Regions from separate parts of the Mus musculus genome. Here region 2 is linked to region 1. Evidence: chromatin contacts called from public promoter capture Hi-C data. All regions are on one chromosome and are shown on one strand. Each heading gives the region's core, a stretch centred on a gene start, on an enhancer-like site or on the middle of the called end of the contact. The rest is flanking DNA. Distances are from core to core; before and after follow the strand shown. Region 1 holds the start of Slc20a1 (solute carrier family 20, member 1). Region 2 holds the start of Rassf2 (Ras association (RalGDS/AF-6) domain family member 2).

Region 1 (4,338 bases), core at 34-2,533:
CACTGACGGAGCCAGCCATGAGCAGATCTTGAGTTTCGTTGTACAGCTCCACATCTATCAAGCCGTTCCGGATGGTTTCGCTCACTTTGGCCCCCAGCAAGGCGGAGCCCACAGTTTCGAAGATGCTAGCTAAGATGCAGGCTTGCTTCAGGGTCACTACACCTGAGCCTACAGCTGTACCGAACGAATTTGCTACATCATTGGCTCCCACGGAGAATGCCAAGACAAATGCAATGATGAAGCCCAGGATGAGCATCCATAGATTGTCATACTTCGGTGGAGCGGAAGCAGTAACAGCAGCTAGGGTACTAGTAATCGTTGCCACAGTAGATTCCATTCTCTAGTGTAGTGGTTCTTTAAATAATAAGAGAATTACTAAGCGGCTTTTGAGATGTGTAAACGGAATGAGGTATCAAAATGCTATAATAAATAGTATATATTATATAAAATTAAATACTGTAAACTACGGCACGGAAACCGAGCTGGGGAGTTACTGCTATACGCTGCTGCGTCTGGGCGTCTGTTGTCTGGGGTTTCTTTGGCTCTGGAGGGCTAAAAGCACGGAGCAGAATTCCATGGCGGATTAGAGAAAGGACGCAAGTTCATCCTGGGGGGACGAAGTGGAAGAAAATAACAATAGCGGCGCATCTCTGGGAAGAGGGCAGCCTGGGACTCCGCATAGTCCCCCCCCCCCCCGCCCGTCACTTATGTCTTCAGTCCCCCAAACGCTGTGCAAGGTGGGGCACAGGGCGATCTCTGTGCTCCCCCACCCCCCACCCCGTCCCGCCCCGCCCCGCCCCACGAGTTCTGTTCAGTCTCCGGCCGCTTGCCCGCGCGCGCCCTCCGTGGATGATCGGAAAAAAGACCATTCCCGCGCGCGCCTGCCGAGGACCGCCGAAAAGGCCCGCGGAAGGGCGCGGCGTGCGTGGGGAGGCGGGAGGAGGACAGCAGCGTAGCGGGGTCCTGCAGCCTGCATCCCACCCCCGCCAGCCAGCTCCCCACACCCGAGCCCACTCCAGAGAAGAAAGGACCTTTGCACCACCGGTGCCGCGCCGCCACTCACCAAAGGAAACTGAGGGCCGAACAGAGAGACCAGAAGAACGAGACTGAGGCAGGCTCGAGCCACGGTCGCACAACCCAGGACGGCAACACCGGGCACAGCACGGAGGGACTCTCTACCCACTCGTGAAGCAGCCGCGGGCGCCTCAGCAGGCGAGAGGTGAAAACACGCAACGCGCGCCGGCGGCCATCATATAGAGAGCATGCCGCCGGCTCCTATTTATAGCCGGTTCTGCGCCCCACGTGACCTGCCGAGCCTCGCGCCCGCCCGAGGTCCCGCCTCCGATGTGACGCAACCACAGGCTGGTCGGGCGCGCCTAGCCGGGTGAGCTGGGCAGCGGCGCTGATTGGCCTGGACGTCCCCGGGGCCCCGCCCCCAACGAGGAGCTGGTCCACGTGGGACTGGCTGGCCGCCTCCCTGCAGCCTCGCCCGGGTTATCCTGTCTGCGCTGGCCACGCCGGGTGGCTGCGGGCGGGGACTGTGGGGGAGTCTCGCCCAGACACGCGGGGACTGAGGCCGCCACCAAGGTCGTTCCGAGTTTCTCCCACGCGGGCCCGGGTCAGCTCGGTGGCGACGCGGAAGAGCGGGTGTGCTGAGACTTGCCCTTGGCCGGACCCGATCTGTACCTCGCCCGGAGAGGGTGGAGGGATCTCACGTGGCCACCTCGCTCCCGCAGTCACGCACTTGTGTGAAAACGGAAAGATTCGGGAGTCACGAGGATAGGCTTGCGTTCCCAGCTGTGGCACTGCGCTGAGGGAGAGCCATGGGTCATTAGTTTCCCGGCGCCGGACCTCCGTTTTAGGAGCCCCGGCTATGGCGCAGCGGGGAGGATGTTACTTTGGATTCGAATTCTTAACTCATATTTGCTGCAGTGTGTCACCTTGAACAAACCCTAGGTCTCCTCAAGCCGAGTGCTCTGGAACGAGAAATAATAGCAGAGTGAGAGAGACTGGAGGACGGGTTGGAATTGTGTGTAAAGCACAACAAAGATGCATTTCCTGTCAGCTCATCGGGGCTAGTGGCGACAGGCAGTACTAATTCAGGTATTCTGGTTACAAGTTCTTACCCAGTAAGGAGAATCATATTAGCTAAGATATAAGCATGTGACTGGAACTCAATAGATGTTCAGGAAATGAACCTTCATTTCCTCGTTACTTTTTTTTTTGAATGTGCCTGTTTTAGAATATAGGAAAAGGTTACAGAGGATGTCCTCATCCTGAAAGTTTTCCCATCCCCTTTTGAAATAAAGATTGCTTCCTGGTCCCCTACATGGTATAAGGTTGTAGTTCTGACAATGGATTAGTTCGTTTTATTGCCTAAGCTCAGAACTAACTAGTCACCACTCCTTGGGAGATTTAAGTTATGTGGGTTATAAAGAAACTTAAGAATTCCAGCCAGAAATACCCGGTTTAGAACGCTCTAAAACGCTCTCTGCTCTCCAAAGGTAGGGCAACGAATAGCAGAAACAAACATGTTGTAAATTATAACTTCACAGGAGTGTCCTGTGACCTATAATTTGGTAGACTCAGAATCTCGTATAGGTTATACAGGTCTATTGACCTCAAGGTCATGGCTGGAAAACAACCTTCATGTTCCAGGACACTGACCCCAGTGTGTAATTCTGGCATCTTCAAATGCAACACTCTTTGCCCTTACTTCTTTCCAAGGTCATAAAACATTGAATAAAAGGACTGGTTTGTTAAAAGGTTGTTAGTGTCCTGCCAATTAAAACAATTTTTGAAGTAATTATTTGTGAGGAAATTGCTCATGACTTTGCCCACTGTTTGGATGTGCTTTGCTTCAGTCTGTTGATGACCATGCTTTTGCCTCTTGAAATTGAGACAACCAAGGTGAGCAGCCATGGTGAATAAGGCCCATCCAGGTACAAGAGCAGAATCCAGAGCCAGGTTTGCCAGATGTGAAGGCATCACTGTGGTTCAGGGAGAGTATAGTATTTTGAGACTTGGCTTTATGCTACTTTAGTATCCATGTATTTTCAGGCAGAGACAGATTTCTCTGTCTCTAGAGAGTCCTTACTGTCTTGAAATCAAGGAGGGGGGATGTGATGGTTGGTCAGATGGTTTTAGATTGTCTTGTTTTTTGTTTGTCTTTTGTTTTTGTTTTTGTTTTTTGAGATAGGGTGTCACTGTGTAGCTGTCTGGTTGTCCGGGAACTTACTGTGTAAATCAGGCTAGCCTCGAAATCACAGAGATCCCCCTGCCTCTGCCTCCCAAGTGCTGGGATTAAATTCATGCACTTCTATACTTGGTTACCAGTTTTAATATTCAACTTGACCCACTCTAGAATCACCTAGGAAGAGAGTCTTGGTGAAGGCTTGTCTAGATAGGTCGGCCTGTGAGCAGGTCTGTAGTGGACTGTCTCAGTGTGGAACGCTGAAGTCTGAAAGTATGTGGCACCTTTTCCTGGTATCATAGTTAGGGTTTCTTTGCTATGGTGAAACACCATGACCAAAAAGGAAGCTGGGGAGGAAAGGCCTTATTTGGCTTATACTTCCATGTTGTTTTTCATCATTTAAGGAAGTCAGGAGAGGAACTCAAACAAGGACAGGAACCTGGAAGCAGGAGCTGATGCAGAGGTCATGGAGGTCTGCTGTTTACTGGCTTACTCAGCCAGTTGTCTTATAGAACCCAGACCACCAGCCCAGTGATGTCTCCACACACAATGGGCTGGGCCCTCCCCCATCAATCCCTAATTAAGAAAATTCTTTTTGGCCTACAGAGATGGCTCAGCGGTTAAGAGCACTGACTGCTCTTCCAGAGGTGCTGAGTTCAATTCCCAGCAAACACATAGTGGCTCACAACCATCTGTAATGGGACCCGATGCCCTCTTCTGGTGTGTCTGAAGACAGCGAAGTGTACTCCTGTACATAAAATAAATAAATAAATCTTTAAAAAATTTATTTTCTCAGTTGGGGTTCCCTCCTCTCAGATGATTCTGCACTGTGTCAAATTGACATAAAATTAGCCAGCATGCCTGGTTTTGGGTCCCTGGACTATACAAGAGTAAGGGGCTGAAGAGATGGCTCAGGTGTACTTGTTCTTACAGAGGCCCCGGGTTGATTCCCAGCACCCACATGATGGCTCGCAGTTGTCTATAACTCCAGTTCCAGGGGATCTAACACCCTCTTTTGACCTCTGCATGTACTAGGTATGCACATGGCGCACAGATATAACAGGCATACACATCAAATAAAAGTAAATGTTAGGAACTGGAGAAAGCTAACCTAGCACTAAGCATGCATGCATTTGCGTGAATCC
Region 2 (4,755 bases), core at 312-2,811, 2.8 Mb before region 1:
ATTACCACTCACTGTATTCACGGAGGTGCTTTTTAAAGGTCTCACTATGTGCACGGAATAGTCTCAAATTCACACTCTTCTTGTCTCAGCCTCCTGAGCAATTATGTGTGCACGTCATCAGGCCTTGCCCGGTTTGGATTTAACAGGGTCAAGGACCAGTATTTCGGGCATTAGGAGTGTACCCTCATTGGCAGGAAGCCAGATGATTGGTTATAAGATGACCATTTGACTCAACGCGAGCCAGGGGAGCCAGGGAGCGGCTCTCCTGAGAGGCTGGGCTAGAACTGAAGAATTCTAGCAGCATCTCACAGACTTCTTCAATAGCAAAACCAGAGCCCTGCTGTTAGGAGTCATGGCTGCCCTTTGTCCTGTTTCTGAGGTCACGGAAGGCCAGGTTAGAAGAGAAGAAAGATTCCCTTGGAGAAGGTTTCCTGGAGAGTTCCTCAGCTCACCCTGCAAATCTAGCTTGAGAAAGGCTGCGAAGGAAAGCAGCTTACCTGAAACACAGTAATGGCTCCAGTGAAAGAAATTAATGGACCCGGTTTGTGTTTATAGCTCAAGGGGAAAGAACTAGATGCATTTATCTCCCTAACACCCCCCTCCCCTTTCACAGTAGAAAAAGCCGATCAGTAGCCTTCTTGTTCAGTGTTGTGGGACATTTCCAGCACCACCCCGCAGCTGCGCTTTGGCCTCCGCACATTTGAGGCTGGCTGGTCTGGGAACGGATAGCCGTTTATAACATTGTTTCTATGGGAGACACATTCCAAGATCCAAACAATGAGTTTAAAAGAGAATATCTGGCTTCCAGGCAGATGGGATGCACTTTGGAGGCTTGGCTGCCCTTTCTTTAACCGTTAGATTCCCTTCCCCTTTGGTTTGGGGACCAACTGCAAGGTCGGGCATATGTAAACGAAGAATTATGGTTAGAGGGTATAGAATCCGTAGCTGGGTGCTCCCTCCTATACACTAGAGTTCCTCGGAGGTCTAAGGATGGAGAGGAGGAGGAGGTGAGGAATGGACAAAGAAACTTGACTTCCTTCACATTGCCGTCACGTCTGCCGGCCTGCCGAGTCGAAGGGGCCCACTTAGCCCTTTGGCAACTCAAACCCTTTTGGGAACAAACCCGGGTGTTAGAAAGAACCACCACCCAACTCCACCAACTGCACATCCTCTGCTAGGAAATCTGCATTCTCTAGGCGGGCTGCTCCCTGGGAGTGACTGTCACAGAGCCAGGCGAACTGAAGAGCTTGGGCTAAATCTCGGCGTGGCTTGGAGAGGGCAGGCGCGATGGGGTGAGAGGCAGCACCTTATTCCCTCCACCCACGCTCTCCGCCTCCTCCTCCTCATGCACTCTGGCCTGCTGAGAAGAAACGCTGGCAGCCCGCGCGAGGTGGGGTGGGGGTACGCGGGGAGGGGGGGGGTAGAGATGAAGGGAGGAGGCGACGCGAAGCCACAGCATTGTCTGTCTTGAAGGGAGGGGAGAAGCTCCGCCCCCTAGAGGGGAGGGAGGGGGAGAAGGGAAAGAAAGGCAAGAGAAGAGGGGTGGGGAGAGAACTGCAGGGTGGCGGGTGGGTTGGTCAAGGATCGGCAGATAAAGGCAGAGCTCGGGGAGGCGGGGCGGAGGGGCCAGGTGGGCGGGGCGCCCGCCCTCAACCGCACTGTCGCCGCCCAGGCCGGCCCAAGCGAGCGGGTCCCGCGGATCACTGGCCAAGCACGCTGGAGCACCCCCACCCCCGCAGCGGCGCCCCCACTTTCCAACCCCTGCGGCGAGAGCGGATGCAGATGGTCCGGGAGACAGGCAAGACACAGGGCGCGGGGCTCGAAGAGCCGGGTACTGGCACAGGATGCGGGCGCAAGGTGCTGGTGGTCCTCTTTCCCTCTACCCAGCTCAAAGTTTTCCCTCAGTGGCCCGTGGCCAGCCTGGTCCGGTCCCTGACTCTTCCCTGTCCCCTTTTGCCACCCAAGCCACAAGGTGGGCTTAGATATGCGGGCTGCCCCAGAAGCAGCGCAGGCGGGCGCCCCAGCCCACTCCTTTTCCCCGGGTAGAAAGTTGTGGCCTGGAGCTCATGCTGCGGCTCTGACCCCTTAAGATCTTTTCTGAGGTCGACACTAAGTGCAGTGGCAGGAAATTGCCCCCATCCCCAGAGCAGGGTGTCCCCGAACTCCCTGGAGAGGTGAAGCGAGATAGCAGGTGCAGGCCTGTAGAGCTTAGGGGAGGGTCGGACTGTTGTGCGCACTCTGGCTCCCCGGGCGGGGACCACATCTCCAACCCGCGGCGAACCCAGTTCCCTTTGGGTTTCAGAGTTTAAGAGCGCGCGGTGCTCGGCGCACTTCCCCCTCCCGGGTTTCTTGTCCCTTCCGGAGCTTGTGCCTGAGGTCGCTGGAGACCGAGCTAGGCAGGTGCTTTCAAAAGACGGCCTGGCCACTCGTGTATTAGAGCGCTTACTCTGCACCCAGCTTTATCTCCGAGTGCGCCCTGGGAGGCAGCAGAATGGTGGAGTCCCGACAGGGGCAGATTTGGAACAGCCACTGGACAGATAGCCACTGTGCTTCAGTGGCAAGCTCAGCACGAGGCTTCTCAATGCTGCGCGCGCTTTAGTCCCAAGAGTCTGGAAAACCAGGGCATTAGAAACGATTCTTCCTGAGAGCAGAGGCCAGGGGTTACGGTAAGCAAGTGGAGGATTCCTGTAAGAGGAAGCGGTGGACAAATGACAATTTGTCAGAGCCGGCTCTGTCCCTGCGGTAAATGGCCCTGGGACAGTGGGAAGAAAAAAATTAGGGTCACGGTTCTCAAAAGATAGCCGGCAGATTCAGCCAGGGGATATCTTTGAAGAGCACGTAAATGAGGAACCTGAGGTTGATTTGCCATACTTTCAATCCACGTTTATTAAGTGGAAGCTTTTCCTACAGGTGGTCTGGGGGTTAAAGAAACCTCTGTGGCTAAGCTATACTGGATTTGAGAAGAGTGCCCCCCTTCCTCCCCTTGTTCTCATTCTCCCTTTCTGTCCTAGGGGACTAACTGTGGTATTTTCCTGAGCGATGCTCATTTGAGCTGTTGCTTATGGGCTGTTCCTCCTCCGGACTAAAGCCTGATTCCTAGGACCTGCTGCAGTCCAGCGGGATTCAGGAAGGTAGAGAGGAGCATCAAATGATGGCGGAGTGAGAGATGACCTTTGTTTGCAAAGAAGCATGTTTCTTGCCTTAGTACCAAAGGGGGCTATGAATAAATAGTCTGCCTGGCCACTTGGCACACTCCACTCTTGGAGGTGTGGACTGGTAGTATTTGGGGCGGGGTGGGGTGGGGGTGGGAGATCATGGGAAGCCACACCCATTTTTTCTTTAACAAATAGAAGAGCAGAAGAGTACTGCAGAAACACAACAAAACATGGGATTCGTGCACAAATGATGAGGGTAGACTTGAGAAACCTAGCTAAAAGGAGACCAGGGTATCCAAGATCCCCACACCAGCATCCATGGGAAGGGCCATGTTGGTCAGCGCATGCTCTGTTCTTGCACCCTTGGTTTCTGCAACCTTCCATCCCGCCCCCCACCCCTTCCTCGAGGGCAATGTCTCCAGGCTCTGACTTCCACAGCATACCTCTCTCCAGCTCACTGTGTCTTGTCTTTGGAGGTGCCTGCTTTCTCTCTATTTTGTGGTCTTTTAGGGGGAGGGCAATAAGTGCCATCCCTTGTTTTCAGTTTACTTCCTCTCTCAGGTGTTAGGGTCCGCTTGTTAGGGTCTCAGAGGCTGACTGGTTTCCCTTTGACTTCTTTCCTGGTACCTCGCAGCAAGGCTTCTTGTCTGGCCCTGTGTGCGCGCCTCTTAGGGATGGCTAAGGATCCCAGCTAGAGGTATGGGCAGGGCTGTACTTTTGACACTTCTGCTTCTCTTTTGGGCTGGACTCTGGGGCTTGCCAGAAAGGAGACCCGCTGTCCAATCACAAGAGAGCCTGAGCTGATTGTCCTCTTTGGGATTCTTAGAGAGGAAGTGTCTTCACAGCTTGGGAGGAGATGGAGGCAGATAGTGAGGAGTGTAGCTGCCAGAGTCCCAAGGAAAGGCTGAGTGGGAATGGGGGAGGGGAGCCCTAAGAACAGCCTTAGGGCCTGCCCAAGCCTCCTTTCCTCTCCTCCAGTGAAAAACTGCTCAAGTCTGTGTGCTTGGAATAAAAACATGTCCCGTCTCTGATCTCAAGTCTTAGACGCTGAGAGCTGCCCTAGCTGTGCTTATAATGCCAGGGCGACAGTCCTTCATATCGCTCTCCACTATTCCTGACCCCTCACAGAGCGATCCATTTATTTACCCCAGTGACGCATTGCCACATATAAACACCTCTCTGATTCCTAAAGGATTTTTTTTTTCTTTTGAGACAGGGTTTCTCTGTGTAGTCTTGGCTGTCCTGGAACTCACTCTGTAGGTCAGGTTAGCCTCGAACTTCTGCCTTTGCCTGCTAGGATTAAAGGCACGTGCCACCACTGCCCCGCTAACTCCTAGAAGAATTTTTTAAAGTCCTTGAGGAGGGGTAAGTTCCCCACTTAAGCCTGCCAGTTTGCTTCTGCGTTTCCACAGAGGATATGGCTGTGGGGTAGTAGACAGAGCAGTAGGTACAGTAAAGGTGGGCATGCTTAGATTCCATTGAGTGGGTCACTGCTGATCCTCCCTGGATGAAGACGCCAAGTCTATAAGCACAACTTGATGCAGTTGTTTGGGCTAATAATTTGGGGCACCTGTAGACTCCTGCTCAAGGCAACTGTGGC

The links. Promoter capture Hi-C pulls out the DNA fragments that hold promoters and counts their contacts.
Region 2: a promoter capture Hi-C map of the C10 cell line shows a contact between it and region 1, with 7 times the contacts expected there. The contact joins the promoter of Rassf2 here to the promoter of Slc20a1 in region 1.

Annotation. Positions count from the first base shown.
Region 1 is chr2:129,195,718-129,200,055 of GRCm38.p6, reverse strand. Slc20a1 (solute carrier family 20, member 1) reads right to left here and starts at 1,283. Exons shown (of 11, transcript NM_015747.2): 1 at 1,064-1,283; 2 at 1-607. The coding sequence starts at 337.
Region 2 is chr2:132,026,794-132,031,548 of GRCm38.p6, reverse strand. Rassf2 (Ras association (RalGDS/AF-6) domain family member 2) reads left to right here and starts at 1,561. Exons shown (of 11, transcript NM_175445.4): 1 at 1,561-1,798. It overlaps Gm31179 (a long non-coding RNA gene), which reads right to left and starts at 1,098. Exons shown (of 3, transcript XR_374996.3): 1 at 498-1,098.